Regions from separate parts of the Acanthopagrus latus genome. Here region 1 is linked to region 2. The links are chromatin contacts, called in public Hi-C maps. All regions are on one chromosome and are shown on one strand. The core of a region is the stretch at or near the end of the contact, and the rest is flanking DNA. Distances in the headings are between cores, read along the strand shown. Region 1 holds the start of srfb (serum response factor b). Region 2 holds the start of zmp:0000000755 (phosphofurin acidic cluster sorting protein 2).

What was found. Hi-C and Micro-C count contacts between places; a contact is called where the count stands out from the background.
Region 1: a contact with region 2 is called in a Hi-C map of muscle, with 4 times the contacts expected there. The contact joins the promoter of srfb here to the promoter of zmp:0000000755 in region 2. A contact is called at or near these places in 2 of 4 Hi-C or Micro-C datasets (both in muscle).

The regions. Positions count from the first base shown.
Region 1 is chr15:12,896,324-12,899,683 of fAcaLat1.1, forward strand. It overlaps srfb (serum response factor b), which reads left to right and starts at 1,778. Exons shown (of 8, transcript XM_037123767.1): 1 at 1,778-2,824. The coding sequence starts at 2,180. It overlaps LOC119033531 (a long non-coding RNA gene), which reads right to left. Exons shown (of 2, transcript XR_005079270.1): 2 at 1-457.
Region 2 is chr15:12,738,081-12,741,510 of fAcaLat1.1, forward strand. It overlaps zmp:0000000755 (phosphofurin acidic cluster sorting protein 2), which reads left to right and starts at 2,137. Exons shown (of 25, transcript XM_037124650.1): 1 at 2,137-2,713. The coding sequence starts at 2,508.

The sequences.
Region 1 (3,360 bases), core at 528-3,027, 160 kb after region 2:
CCCTACACGCTCCACGCGCTAATCCCAAAGTTCTCCCATCAACCACTGGAGGGCGGTGTATATCTTCTTTAGGTGTTTTTGAACCTGAGCACAGAAGCATGCCAAGTAGTTTTTTTTTTCTCCTTATAATTATGTTTAGAGTTTAGTAGGCTAACATGGCCTTTTATAGCTGCAAAAGGAGGATTCCAATATGAGTAGTAGTCCATGTTGCCCTGGATTAGTGATGATGTGTTCTCATTTGATCTGATAAATATGTCGTTGTGTGAAATGTCACATTTTGTTTGGTGCATGAAGGCGACTTCAGCAGCTTACTGTGGATGTTTGAGTTCATCCTGAAACGTTGTGGGTCTCCTCTTGTAGGCTCTGACCATGAGAGCCCAGATTGTAGCCCATGAGAGCTCGATGGCCCACTGTCCAAGTACTGTACGGTGATGGATGAAGAGGCTCAACTTCAAACCTGCACACAGATCCACACTTTTGGAGTGTTTTTTGGCATGTTGGAGGTATCTTTTTAAAGAAATATCTATATAATTCAGCTTCTGTTGTTGCTTGGTGTGAAACATGATACCTCAACTCATTTAATATATTGTGACAACTTTATCCCCATGGGCATTTCCACCCCAAGGAGTTCTCATGATCATAAAAGCCCATGCATTCAAATGAAAACCCCACAGCATCTTGCCAAAACAGTCTTGGGAGAGAAACCACGTTCAAATACCAAAATATCTTGTATTTGTTTTAACCTGTCTGTAGCACTAGGTGGGTTGGGTTTGTTGCATCATTGCAAGCGCTGTCAGATAAGTACACTGAAGTGCCTTCTGGTAGATTTTCCTGTGATAGCCCTTTTGGACGTGTCACAGCGAGAAAAGAGCATCGATGATGGCCGAATTCCATTTAGCTGCTGCAGTTTAAGGGTCCTGCTGCCTTCACTTGACTTACTGGGACACTTGAACAGATCTTTAATGTTATTAGATACACCTTTTCCAGTTTGTCATACCCTGACAAGTTGCATCTGATGTGAAAGTGACACAGGGTTACATGTTGAATGCATGAGTATTAATAACGCATACTGATTCAGCTTGCCAGCACAGAGAACATTAGTCTTGGAACTATTATAAAAGGTAGTGTGATGCAGGTCTAGTCTGCAAGGAAATTAATAGTGTTTGATGGTGGAGTAGATCTGCTATATTTTCAGGGGAAGCAGATAAGTATACGATACGCGCGCGCGCGCGCGCGCACGCACACACACACACACACACACACACACACACACAGGAATCATGCATGTGATCCGTGTTAATGTATCTAAATTTAGGTTATATATCTACCAACAGTTAAATAAAATACTGGACAAAATCCAAGTAATTCAGAATCACTTCAACTCCTTCAGCCAAGACATATCGACAAAGACATGTCTTGGCTTTCAAACTGTGGGAAAACATGTGTGTGGTGCGGCGCTGGGCAACCTGTGGGGAATAAAAAGTTGGATGTTTTGTTATTTTGGTGCCTGTGCCTGTTCTCGGTGACGTTGTCGGTAGCGCAACCATTTTGGTATTTATGCCAATGAGCCTGCCCTCTCGGCCAATCACGGCGCTACTCAGATAATCCTCAGCCAATCGATAGGCGACGCTGTGACTCACCAAATAAGGAGAGACAGCACCATATAAGGAAACATTGTATCTCTTTATAAGGAGGGAAGTAGTTCCTGGGTTGTAATATCACTCCGCCGCCGTAAACGCCGCTTTAGAATTAGACGTTTTAACGCGACCCTGAGCCGTGGGGAGATAAATACCGCGTTAAAGATGGAGTTAAGCTGAGATCACGAGCGCCAGCAGGCCGATGCTCGCTCTCCTATCGGCTCACGAGGCGGACTACGTGACGTGGCGGAGCGGCATGGAGGGCGCTCTTCGCGTTTTCCTTTTTGAGAAAGCGCTCGGAGTTTTGGAGATAGAGGAGGAGGGCACACCAAACTGAGCCGGGGTTGAAGGGTCTCGGGGGCAGCATCACTTTACAAAGTTTGTCTCGGTTATTTCCTGGCTTCTCCAAACCTCCAAGCGGCCCGGTCTGTTTACATTTTGTGGCCCGGCCGTGTGCGCGTGTTTATCGGTCGCTTACGAGACACCGCGGCGACACTCCAGCTCGTTTGGCTGGTGTTCAGAGACTCGGTCCAGTAAATAGAATGTTACCGAGCCGGGTCGGGTCGGCACCATCTGGAAACGGGTCAGCTTCAGGCAGAGGTACCGCGGGACACGGTTCGGGGGTTCTCGGTGGCGGGATACGTCCCGTTTTGATCAGAGCAGGGCAAGCTTTACCGGGGGTCAGCGAGAGCGCCGGAGCCGCCGGGCGACAGGGGGAGAGAGACGCCGTCGGGATGCTGGGGGCTAACGGTCCAGGTGGTCCGAGAGGGGCAAGACCGGGGAACGGGGCCGGCGTGGCTCTACAGACCGCCGTCCAGGGCAACATGGTGGGGTTAAACACCCAGGTCGTGTTGGCTCACGGAACCAGGTTCGACCCGGACAGGGAGCCCGCTCCCATGTGCAGCGGCTCAGATAACGACTCGGACTCGGGGGATGACGACGACCCAGTGGGTTCACTCGGGGACAGCAGGAGAGGGGTGAAGCGGGAGAGGGAGATGGAAGCCGCGGTGACGGGGCAGGAGGTGGGAGTCGCTGCCGGAGGCTACGGCATGGTTCCCGGAGGGGTCGCCGGGGCAAAGCCGGGGAAGAAGACACGTGGGCGCGTCAAGATAAAGATGGAATTTATTGACAACAAGTTGAGACGTTACACCACTTTCAGCAAGAGGAAGACGGGTATCATGAAGAAGGTGAGTCAGGTGACTGCGCGTTGGACGTCAGCCAACTCCAACTTGCATTTGATTTGAGCGTCACTCAGGTATTGTTTGGCCTAGATATGCTGCAGTATAACACACGGTGCTGTGCACTCATTCATCCATTCATGGAATCTGCAACGAGGTTGAGGTCACACCTAGATAATCTGCACAATCATAACACCAGCAGGCAAAGTGCTGCATGGTCATATTAATGCACAGAGTAAAAGACAGGGACAGTGAGCTTGGATTTAATCGTGAAGCTGTTGATTGCAGAAAAATCAAGTTGTGTCAAGATGGAAGACAATTACGACACAAACTTGACTGGCTGTGAGGAAGTCAGAGCATTACATGACAGGCAGTGTGCTCTAAATAGACTTGAGCAAATGACGATTCTATTTATGACCAAGCCCACCCCAACTCTAACACATGACACACACACACACTGATTCTCAGAAAGATGGACACACACATTCATGCACACATGCATCTACACACAGAGACAGACAGACAGACAGACAGACATGCCAGGC
Region 2 (3,430 bases), core at 887-3,386:
AGCGATTGATCTTTTAATATCCAACAAAAATGCAGACAGTCTGCCATCTATTGGAAGAATCACAACATGCAAGATGTGTGTTTAGTGTCCTACATTTTTGTTGCGGTGCCGAGTGCGAAAACTAGGTGGGGACACACTCCACAACTTCCTGAAACAGTTTGTACATTACCGGTGTCGTTTCCTCAGAGGACTGAAAATGGGGGTGAAATTAAATATGAAATGATACAGATTAGAAGGAAGCCAATGTGCACTGCAGATGTATGTTGTAAAAGACTCTGGGCTTCATATTCAGGCAGTTTGCTGTGGTCAGAGAAGTCAGTGACTTTTCTTTTAAGGATACTTTTATTTATACAAGTGATGTAAGCTTCTTTTCAAATTCAGTTCTGTAAAAGGTAAACTGAGTGTTATTCTCTACATCAGACGGTTGTATTTATAATAAATGCCGTGTTACAAACTTACCATAAACACACTGATGAATTCTTTATGAATCTCATCCTCTTCAAACGTGTTGTTAGAAAAATGAATAATGAGCAAAGGAATGACATATTTTGAAATTTTATTGTGACTCTCATCATCATTACTAACAACCCCCAGGGGGTGTTGCCACTGTTTCGGTCTGGAAGATTAAGTGCTGTCAGGTACAGAGTTGCCTAGCAATGACTAAAGATTAGATTTCTTACACCCACAGCATTTGTTTTGCAGTGGCAACAATATATCAAATGAGACTGTAACAAACAAAGTGCCAAGCTTACTTTTTTAAGAAATAGCATCCCCTTTGTGTGAGCTGTGGTGCATGTCAGCGCGGCTCTATTCAAAGTCTAAACAAACATTCAAAAAGGTCTGTGACGCAAAGGTGAACCTGCCAACAGTGATGACTTGGTACAAAAGAATGTTTTGGTGAAATGATGTATTGCTTTTAGGTCAGACAACCGATTGTGCAAAACGCAGCAATATTTGGCAAATTCAGGAATTTTTTTTTTTCTTTTCTTTTTCGCAATATGTTTAAACAGGCTGTCACACACACACCGTTACCCAACCCTCCTGAGCGTGTCAAGTCAAGTCAGCTTTCTGTGAGCCCTTAGTCAGAGTTACAGTCACAAGGTTTCACAACACGAGAGCAAAGACTGCATCATGTACCAGGTGTCATTATGTGATCACAGACTGGGAGTTCTTACCAAAGCAGATACTGAAGGTTTACTGTGAAACCATTTTACAAAAAGAGAAAAATTATTAAATCTTTTTAGGCATTGCAATTTAATGGGGAGTAGCAACATAACCATAAAAGAAATATGCAAGTGTTATGTAGTGCATCATGTAGCTTATATGTTTTATTTTGTATATTGTATATTGTACCAACCACTGGATATTCTTGTATTGTGAAATGGTCTAGATATTCTCTTTTCCTGGTATCAAGGGCTGAATTACAGTGATGTGACGCAACTTAAGCTATCCTCGCCACCAAATCTTACACTGGCCAACAGTGAGCATTTACTGCCACAGTAATTAAAAACTAAACACAAAATGTATGAGCTATGAGGATTAAAGGGGCACTATGCTGGTTTGGGATAGACATTTTATACAGATTCAAGAGATAGATCTTCATTGACTGATTTCTTTTATTCCTAAACAAACTAAATAAACACACTCTCTTCATTCAAATGACTGAATAAACAAACCAACAGCAATTTCATACTGTTTTAGTTTGTTTATATGTGGCAGACCCTGTCACCTTTTCAAGCTTCAAACAGTGTTCTGGGGAACTTATTTTTCTCTGAGGACAGCTTGCTTTTTCAATTTCATATTATTTTTAAATTGTTATCACCTCATTAATATTTTAAATATCACAGTTCTCAATTTCCAAAACTACACAGCATCCCTTTAAAAGCAACTATATAGCACATAGGGTTACAATTTATGAACCCTTTTACATTTTTAACTAATACACATGTATTTATGGTAGAAGTTTTTTTGTCTGAGACGAGGCATTTGTGATACACCAAGCTTGAATAAAAAAGTCATTTTTAGATGTTTTAATTCATCACCTTCAGACCAGACATAACATCTCCTTATAAACACGTGATTTGATTATTTTATAGTCCTGTGTATTCTGCTTTATTTGTACGTATTGACAACAAACGGAGTCAACAAACAGAAATGGTGGGAATGTGGCTGATAAACAAGGTCTAACCTAACTCGAACTTTCCTGATTATTTCCTGTCACATCTCAGTCTATAATAGCTGCTCTTACATACCATTCCTGTCGCATGCTTACCCCCATATCTCTACAGGAGGACATGTAGCGCCATCAGACAGAGATGTCCCACCCTAGAAGCGGGGACGTGCTGCCCCCTATCAGCAGCGACATGCCCCGCCCCGCCTATCAGCATCTCCCAGTCAGTGTAGAGGAGCTGGGAGTCTGGAGGAGCAGGAGCAGGCAGCACAGAGTTCAGCGGCTCCCGCGTTTGTCCGACACTTAGCTAGAGCTGCTCCCCCCGGCAGTGGAGGTGATGATGGCGGCGGCTGTAGAGAGAGGAGGCGTCCGGGCCGCTTTCCTGAACCCAAGCAGCGGTGGCGGCGGTGGACCAGCACCGACAAGCCTCCCGACTGGAGTGTTAGCCGGGGCTGTGGTCCTGGGCTCCGGCAGCATGCCTGTGCCCATGAACCTCTTTGCGACCTGGGAGATAGACCGCTCATCCCCAAGCTGCGTTCCGAGGTAACGTTAACATTGTTGTGTTGGCGTAAAATAACACCCCCACACACACATACACCACAGTGTTTACAAACCACCTTGTCGCTTGGTTAATACAACGCTAGCGTCGGACAAGCAACGCCCTGGTTGAGTGTAACGTTAGTCGAGAGAGACGAGCTGCCACACATTTCCAAAACAGTGCTGGGCTGCTGACTAGCGAGCTAAATAGCAAGATGGCTAATGCTAAAGCTACCTAGCAAATGGCACTGGTGGTCGAGTTCCTCTCATGTTCCGTACCGAAAGCATTTTAGTCAGAATATAATTTTATCACAATAATAATGCAGCAGGCCAAAATGGCCTACATTTAATTGTCTTAATTAACACGAATACCTTCGACTTGGTCTTGAGTGTGTAAATTGTCCTGTTAACAGTTACTCAGTGTTGTTGCGAGCCGTTATGATAACTAGCTAGCGTTAACAAAAGTTCAGCTAACTAGTTTATCGGTCAGGAGGGCTGCTGCCTTCTGCTCGTATTCCACTGTGTGGTTACGTTGTCAGAGCTTTGCAGATATTACATGCTCCTTTGTCTATGCAGGCCTGTGCTGGAACTGATTTAAGGTATGCATGCCACCTAATAGCAGCATAACGATCTATAAATACAGTGACATGGATGCCGTTCGTCTCACAAGTAGGCAGGCATCCTCTTCGTACGTGTGTCATGAGCAAAATGGGCAGCTCGACC